Regions from separate parts of the Pan troglodytes genome. Here region 2 is linked to region 1. Evidence: chromatin contacts called from public capture Hi-C data. All regions are on one chromosome and are shown on one strand. The core of a region is the stretch at or near the end of the contact, and the rest is flanking DNA. Distances in the headings are between cores, read along the strand shown.

Evidence for each region. Capture Hi-C pulls out chosen DNA fragments and counts their contacts.
Region 2: a contact with region 1 is called in a capture Hi-C map of stem cell-derived neural stem cells, with 4 times the contacts expected there. The contact joins two enhancer-like sites. A contact is called at or near these places in 2 of 7 Hi-C or Micro-C datasets (induced pluripotent stem cells and stem cell-derived neural progenitor cells) and 1 of 1 other capture datasets (stem cell-derived neural stem cells).

What each region holds. Positions count from the first base shown.
Region 1 is chr16:68,126,340-68,130,368 of NHGRI_mPanTro3-v2.0_pri, forward strand. All of the region lies in intron 9 of TMEM266 (transmembrane protein 266), which reads left to right. Among named protein-coding and RNA genes, the nearest start is that of ETFA, 120 kb to the right of the region's middle. Within about 2 kb of position 1,907, at least 4 of the 24 cell types and tissues checked have an H3K27ac peak or open chromatin away from gene starts, as enhancers often do. A contact at or near this core is called in stem cell-derived neural stem cells, where this site is marked.
Region 2 is chr16:68,818,510-68,822,538 of NHGRI_mPanTro3-v2.0_pri, forward strand. All of the region lies in intron 2 of SCAPER (S-phase cyclin A associated protein in the ER), which reads right to left. Among named protein-coding and RNA genes, the nearest start is that of SCAPER, 30 kb to the right of the region's middle. Within about 2 kb of position 1,677, at least 3 of the 24 cell types and tissues checked have an H3K27ac peak or open chromatin away from gene starts, as enhancers often do. A contact at or near this core is called in stem cell-derived neural stem cells, where this site is marked.

The sequences.
Region 1 (4,029 bases), core at 657-3,156:
CCCTGCTCTGCCTTCATCTGCACATGGCGTCCTCTCTATGCACATGTCTGGGTCTAGATTTCCCTTTTTTATAAGGGCCCCAGTCATATAAGGACCTCATCTTAACTAATGACATCTGCAACCGCTTTCTTTCCAAGTAAGACCACATTCTGAGGTACTCGGGGTTACGGCTTCAACATGTGAATGAAGAGGGGGTACCCATTCAACCCTTAAGAGGGGGCAGGCACATAAGACCCCTGACGATCTTGCCCCGGGCTGCTTCCCCAGCCTTATCTCCTTCCACCCCAGCTTGCCTTTCATTCTGGAGGAATGGAACAACCTTTAGTTCTGTAAATGTTCTGTACGGTTTCTGAGTCTCTGCATGCTGTTCATGGGATGGCCCAACCTGCCTACCAGACTTCTCTTCATGCTTAGAACCCATCTTAGAGTAAGCTCCCAGATCTCCACACCCTTCCCTGGCAACCTTACACCGACTCCCAGGTCCGGATCCTGCCCCACTGCCAGGAGCGTTTATGTGTGTCTCCCCTCTAAACTTACTTCAGGGCCTGCCTCAGTCAGGTCTCCATAGAGTTTGTTGCATTGAATGTAATCTTCAAGCCGGTAACTGATCAAAGAACAAAATAAGGCTGTCTGACATCACTTGTTCTGGTGTGGAGCCCTGCGTCTTCTCTGGGAGCTGAGGCCAGTCAGCAGTAGTCCACCCCATAAACCCCACTCTTGGCTTTCAGCCCCTAGGCTTGTGCTTGTGGAATCCACCTTCTTATTCTTTTTGAAAGTTCTTCTGGAAGGTGGGAGCAACTTTTGCCCACTTCGCCTGGCTTCCTAAGGATGAAAGGAGCGGATTTACCATCTCAGCCCATTTCAGGATCTTCCTCTGTGACAGCCTCCTGGCTCTGCCCACAGCCCATCTTGAGGCTGCACCTCAACTCACCTGGGGCTTGGGCCTGCCCCGTGTTGTTCTTTCTGCAGGTCTAAGCACTCCCGGTACAGCCGCTCTCCGCAGCACCTCCTCTGTCTCTCTCATCAGGGTCATTGGCTTTAGAGCTAACAGCACAGCCCTTGTTGTCCCTCAGCCAATGACCTATAAGACCCTGAATGCCAGATGCCACATTTGAGCCCACAGGGGAGCCAAGATCTGGGCTTGGAGGTTCCACAAAGAAACCAAGCCTTTAAAATACTCGTGCACATTCTAGGAGTGCTCTGAAGCTTTCAGTCCTGCCTGGCCCTCCTGCTCCTCCTCTCTCTGCAGCCCCCATAGTGGGCAACTTCCAGGAGGAGGAGGAGGAGGCAGGGGCAGAAGGGAGAAAGCAGGTCAGAGTCGAAGGCCACTTGGGGGAAACTGATAGGCTATGTGTCACCAGCAGGATGTCACGGGGTCTGCAGTGTCCCTGCTAACCCTCCTGGAAACTAAGGTAGGGGATATCTGGATAGGGCAGGCCCAGGCCTCCCATAGAGGTGCCAGACACACACCCTGGGAGCAGGTGCAGATGCTTCTCTGTCCAGCCCTGGGATCCCCCTGCCCACTCTTCCCTGCTTCTTCTGGGGTGTCTCCTGGGTACCTCCCGGCTCTGTGGATACTGCCTGCCCCAGCCTAGGCACATTGTTTCACAGCCAGCCCCAGAGCATCAACAGCAAAGCCAATGCCTCCAAGGCAAAGGGCAGAACACAGGGCTGGCGAGGAACACGCATGATTCACAGCCTCGCATGGTCCAGGGACACAGGGCATCCCCCAGCTGATCTCTCCTTGACCAGGAACTGTGTCCAGGGAGGGATTTTCATGACATTAGAAATTATGGCTGGACAAGCTGAGAGCACTGTAGGCTACTCTGGAGATGAAGTAAGGGCAGTGCTTGTTGCTAACTGTGACCTTCAGGCCAGCGAGGCTCTGAGGCCCACCTCATGCACAGGACACAGACAATCCAGGGATTAACCTACAGACATGAGCTGTGAGTCACAGAGCCTCGGGAGGGCCGTGTGTTTTGCAGGGTGGGGGAGGGCAGCCCAGGAGGGCGGGGTGCCAGCCCCAGCCATGAGGAGGAAGCAGCTCCACAGTCTCAACAGTTGCCAGCAGGTCACAGTCAGACAACGCCAAGCAGCTTCTGTTTAGACTTGCTGTAGCACAAATCATTTTTAAAACCTAGGCTGCAGAGTTCCAGGCTTTGGGGCCTGCCAAGTTCACAGTGCCCCTGTGTAGTCATTAATACTTCTCTCCCAAATTTATTAGTCTTGAAGCTCGCCCATAACTTATGAATTACAGCCCCTGGTGGGAGTGCCACGGATTTCACCATATATCACAGGGAACCTTCGCGTCCCCCACGCTGCTGCAGTATCCAGAGACACTGCCGCAGGGGTGCATGTGGCCAGCCTGCTCTGTGCCTGCCTCTGCCGGGCAGCCCCAGGGGAGGGAGCTGAGCTGGCACCAGTGCTTGTCCTTGGAGAGGAGCGGGCCTGGCTGATCATGAAGGCAAGGCTTTCCACTGGCCTCTAAATGTGTGGGCCTGACCGCGACACTGGGGACCCCAGGAACCCCAGGGCTGTAGGACTAGATCTGAAAGAGCCTCAGGCAAAGTAGCATTTGAAGCAACCGGAGGGACATGGGTTTAGAACTGAGGTCTGGGTTTGAATTTCAACTGGGCTTTGAGCAAGTTACTTCTGTGATCAGGGCTGGCTTCATGGATGCATGACCTGTGTGGTCACACAGGGCCCTAACTTTGGTTCACTGCTCTGCTGTTACCCTCTTGAAATTCTTAATACCTTTTAAACAAGGGACCTAGAAATTATGTAGCTGGTCCTGTCTCAGTCTTAGTGTTTTCAAAATGAAACAGGTGTAGAAGTTCTTCACTGAGAAGGATTGAACATTTAGTCATATGCACAGCTCTCATCCCTTGTATACAGTAGGCGCTCAGTGAATATTAGTGCCCTCCCTTGGTGAGGGCTGCCAAGCCATGGAAGAGCAAGTTGGAGTTTAGGAGCAGGAGCCCAAACCAGGAATCAGAGCCTTGCCCTGGGCTTTGGGGCCTGGGTCTGCACAGGGCATGTGGTTGGTGCCCCATGCCCCTCTGCCACACCACAGTCCATGCAGCCTGGCCAGTCCCCACCACCTCCAGGAAGCCTGGCCCAGCTGACTCACCACCCTTTCTCTCCACCTCTGCCTCCTCGCTGGGCAGGTCGGGGGCTCCACCCAAGGGGTAAAACCCACATAATGAGCATTGGCACCACTGCACTTGACGGGCTTTAGGAGGATTAGTCAGGTTGGGTTTGCAAAGTGCTCACACCCTGGGAAGAAATGCGCCAGGCAGCAGAGAGCAGCTGCCACAGAAAGCACTGAGACTTTGGAGCCAGGGGTTCAGGGAGGCAAGGGATGGCCCCGGGCTAAACATTCATGATCTCAGGGACTCTTTCCAGTTCACCAGCAGAGTAGGCATTTGCTATCCCCATTTTATGGATGAAGAAGCTGAAGCTCAGAGTGGCTAAGGGATCTACCTAAGGCCACACAGCATGTGCCCTGCAGAGCCGGGTTGGCCCTGGGTCTGTTTTGTTCTGAAGCCTGTGTTTGTGCCCATTCTTTCCTGCCCCTCCACGGACTGCACAGCACAGTCCCTTGTGGGTTCTTCCTGTGTGTCTCTAGGACTCCTCAGGGCTGAATCAAAGCAAACTCCCGGGGGCAGGGGCTTATTCTTAGATGGAAGGTGGGCAGCCCTGTGTGAGGCCAACAGTGTGGCCCATTCCCAGCCATAAACATCTGTGTCTGCCTCCCCTGCCACCCCTTCGCTCCCAGATCCCCCAGTCTCTCTGTAGGAGGAACCAGGGTGGGCAGTGAGACTTCCTGCTGAGTGTGTGGTGACTCCATGGCTCCCTGGAGTAGGGGTGGAGGCTGGGAAGTCCCACAGGCCTCTGATCCAACCATAGTCTTCTGTCCAGTCCAGCCTAATGGCACTTGGCATATGCCAAACTCCATGCCAAGCACCAGGGAGACAGTAAAATGTGGCTTCTGCCCTCCAAGGCCCTTGGTCCCCCTCTGTGGGTGAA
Region 2 (4,029 bases), core at 427-2,926, 690 kb after region 1:
TTACAAGATGCAGCTTAAAAGAAACTGCATAGTTTTAAAGGATATGTAAGAAAGAAAACAGGCTAAAAATAAATTATCTAAGTCTCTATTTCAAGAAGTTAGTAAAAGAGCACCATATTAAATCCCAAGAAAGGAAGTAATAAACAGCAAAAAATCAATATAATACAAGACCAACATGTGATACAGAAAAATTTAAAAAAACAAAAGTGAGTTATTTAAAAACACTAATGAAATGTATATATTCCTTGGCAAGAGGGATCAAGTAAAAACAAGAGCAGGCAAAAATAGTATTAGGAATTAAAAAGAAAGATCACTACAGATCCTAGAAACCTCCACACATCAAAAAGATAACAAAAGGATATTATAAATAAAATTATATCCGGTCAGTCACCGTGGCTCACACCTGTAATCCCAGCACTTGGGGAGGCCAAGGCAGGAGGACTGCTTGAGACCAAGAGTTCAAGACCAGACTGGACAACATAGCAAGACCTCTCTCTACTAAAAATAAAAATAAAAAACAAATAGCCAGGCATGGTGGCACCACCTCTAGTCCCAGCTACTCAGGAGGCTAAGGCAGGAGGATCACTGGAGCCCAGGAGTTCAAGGTTTCAGTGAGCTATGATCATCATGCCACTACACTCCAGCCTGGGTGTGACAGAGTGAGACTCTGCCTCTCAAAAAAATAATAATAATAATTAAGTAACATTGTAGCAATGAATTTGTAAATCTCTTTGAAACAGACAAGTCCGTTGAAAAACATAACTTACCAAACCTTGGCATAAAAGAAAACAGAAAATCTGAATAGTTACTGAAGAAATTGAATCCCACAAAAGAAAATCTATGACCAGATGGGTTTCACTGGTAAATTATCCTAATCATTTAAGCAACAAATTACATTAAATTTTCTAGAGAATAAAGAAGAAAAAACACATTTTATGAGGCCTGAAAAACTCTGATATCAGAACCCGATAGGACCATACAAGAAACATAAATTATAATTTAATGTCTTTTAAGAGAAAAGATGTGAAAATCATATATATGTATGTGTATAAGCACACAAACGTAGGCCAGGCGTGGTGGCTCATGCCTGTAATCCCAGAAAAACTTTGGCAGGCCAAAGTAGGCGGATCACTTGAGGTCAGGAGCTCAAGACCACCCTGGCCAATATGGCAAAACCCCATCTCTGCTAAAAATACAAAACTTAGCTGGCGTGGTGGTATGCGCCTGTAATTCCAGCTACTCAGGAGGCTGAGGCATGAGAATCGCTTGAACCTGGGAGGCGAGGGTTGCAGTGAGCTGAGACTGTGTCCAGAATTGGTGGGTTCTTGGTCTCACTGACTTCAAGAATGAAGCCGCAGACCGTTGCCCTGAGTGTTACAGTTCTTAAAGACAGCGTGTCCGGAGTTTGTTCCTTCTGATGTTCGGATGTGTTGGGAGTTTCTTCCTTCTGGTGGGTTCGTGGTCTCGCTGGCTCAGGAGTGAAGCTGCAGAACTTTGCGGTGAATGTCACAGCTCATAAAGGCAGTGTGGACCCAAAGAGTGTGCAGCAGCAAGATTTACTGCAAAGAGCGAAAGAGCAGGAGGCGGCGCTGGCCGAGGAGGCTCGGGCCGCGCAGGAGCCCACGGTGGGGGGCGGGGTCAGGCTCAGGCATGGCGGGCTGCAGGTCCCGAGCCCTGCCCCGCTGGGAGGCAGCAAAGGCCCAGCGAGAAATCGAGTGCAGCGCCAGTCGGCCGGCACTGCTGGGGGACCCAGCGCACCCTCCCAGCTGCTGGCCCAGGTGCTAAGCCCCTCACTGCCCGGGGCCACTCCGAGTACGGGGGCCCGCCAAGCCCACGCCCATCAGGAACTCTAGCTGGCCCGCAAGCGCCACGCGCAGCCCTGGTTCCCGCTCGCGCCTCTCCCTCCACACCTCCCGGCAAGCTGAGGGAGCCGGCTCTGGCCTCAACCAGCCCAGAGAGGGGCCCTCACAGCTCAGTGGCGGGCTGAAGGACTCCCCGAGCATGGCCAGAGCGGACGTCGAGGCCGAGGAGGCACCAAGAGTGAGCGAGGGCTGCGAGGGCTGCCAGCACGCTGTCACCTCTCAAGATCGTGCTACTGCACTCCAGCCTGGGCAACAGAGTAGGGCTCTGCCTCAAAACAAAAGCAAAAAAAAAAAAAAAAAAAATACACACACATTTATACATGTATGTATAAACATAAACGTACTTGCAAATTGAATTCAGATATGAGAACACCACCAAGTTGGGTTTATTTCAGGAATACTAGGCTGATTTAACATTTTCAAATCAATGAATATAATTCACAGAATTTATTAATCTGTTAATAAATTTATATTTATTAACAACATAAAGGAGAAAAGCCTTGTGTTCACATCAACAGATGGAAAGAAAAGCATGTAATAAATTTCAGTATTTATTTATAACTTTTAAATTCTTAGCAAACTACAGCAAACATCATATATAATGGTATAAAACTGAAAAAGACAAGGATGCCTACTACTATCACTACTTCCATTCAATATTATATTGAAAGTCCTAGCCTGTGTAATAAGGTGAGAAAAAGAATAAAACAGGGAAATTACGAGCTGAACCTACAGCAGCTTGTTACACTAGAAAGTATAGAAATGCTCAAAGAATAATATGGACATACCAAATAGACTTGGCTGGGTACACTGGCTCACAACTGTAATCCCAACACTCTGGGAAGCCGAAGCGGGAGGATTGCTTGAGTCCAGGAGTTCAAGACCAGCCTGGGAAACATAGGGAGACCCCCATCTCTACAAAAAATTTAAAAAATTGGCCCAGCTACTCAGGAGACTGAGGCAGGAGGCTGGCTTGAGCCCAGGAAGTCGAGGCAGCAGTGAGCTGTAATTACGCCACTGCACTCTTGCCTGGGTGACAGAGACCCTGTCTTAAAAAAAAAAAAAAAAAAAAAATCCAAGAGCCAGCTTAAAGTCTCCCACTGGCTAATATGGGACAATCTGAGTATCAAAATAAATAATGATTATGTTAGATTACATTAAATAAAATTAAAAATCAGAGTCCAGATAACAAGAGAATGTAAGCATTTTCCTCACAGATCTTTAACTAACAAGGAAATCATTAATGGATTCTAAAACTAGTAAGTGACAGTTTGATAAGGTACTGTATATTTACACAGCCTCGAAGTGCTTCTCCACAAATTGCTTACTAATATCAAAAGAGAAAACAGAAACTTTAAAGTAGAAAAGCTTGACACTACATTACATTAACAAAGTAATCAAAGTTAACAAGCAGGATGAATTCACATCATATACCTCCTAAAGTGATGTACTGAGAAGGACACATCGTCATTCGTGTGATATTCTGCCTAAAATGCAAAACCTGAATCTAATCATGATGAAACATCACCTAAATTGAGAAGACATCCTTCAAAATATCTATTCTGTAGTCTTCAAAAATGGCAAAGTCAAGAAAGAGAAAGGCTGAAGAACTGTTCCAGATTAAAGGAGACCAAACAGACCTGGCAACTAAATGGATCAAGAAGAAAATAACTATAAAAGACATCATTCAGATAATGACAAATTTTGAATATCTACTGTGTATTATATAATAATACTGTATGAATGTTAAATTTCCACATTTTGAACACTGAATTGTGGTCATATAAAAGAATGTCCTTAATTCTTGGGAAATACATATTGAAGTATTTAAGGATGAAGGAGTATGTTGGCTTCAAATACTCTTAAATGGTTCAGGAAGAAAAGTAATATGCATATATTTATATATGTGTGCAGGTAGATATGTGTATATGGATGTATGTATATTTACAGACACGTGTTTCATACACACAAAGAGAGAAAGGAAAGAATAAAACTAATGGGGCAAAATTAGCAATTGGTAAGTCTGGCAAAAGGATATATGAGAATTCATATATGGATATACATCATATATGGATGTATGTATATTTACAGACACGTGTGTTTCATACACACAAAGAGAGAAAGGAAAGAATAAAACCAATGGGGCAATTGGTAAATCTGGCAAAAG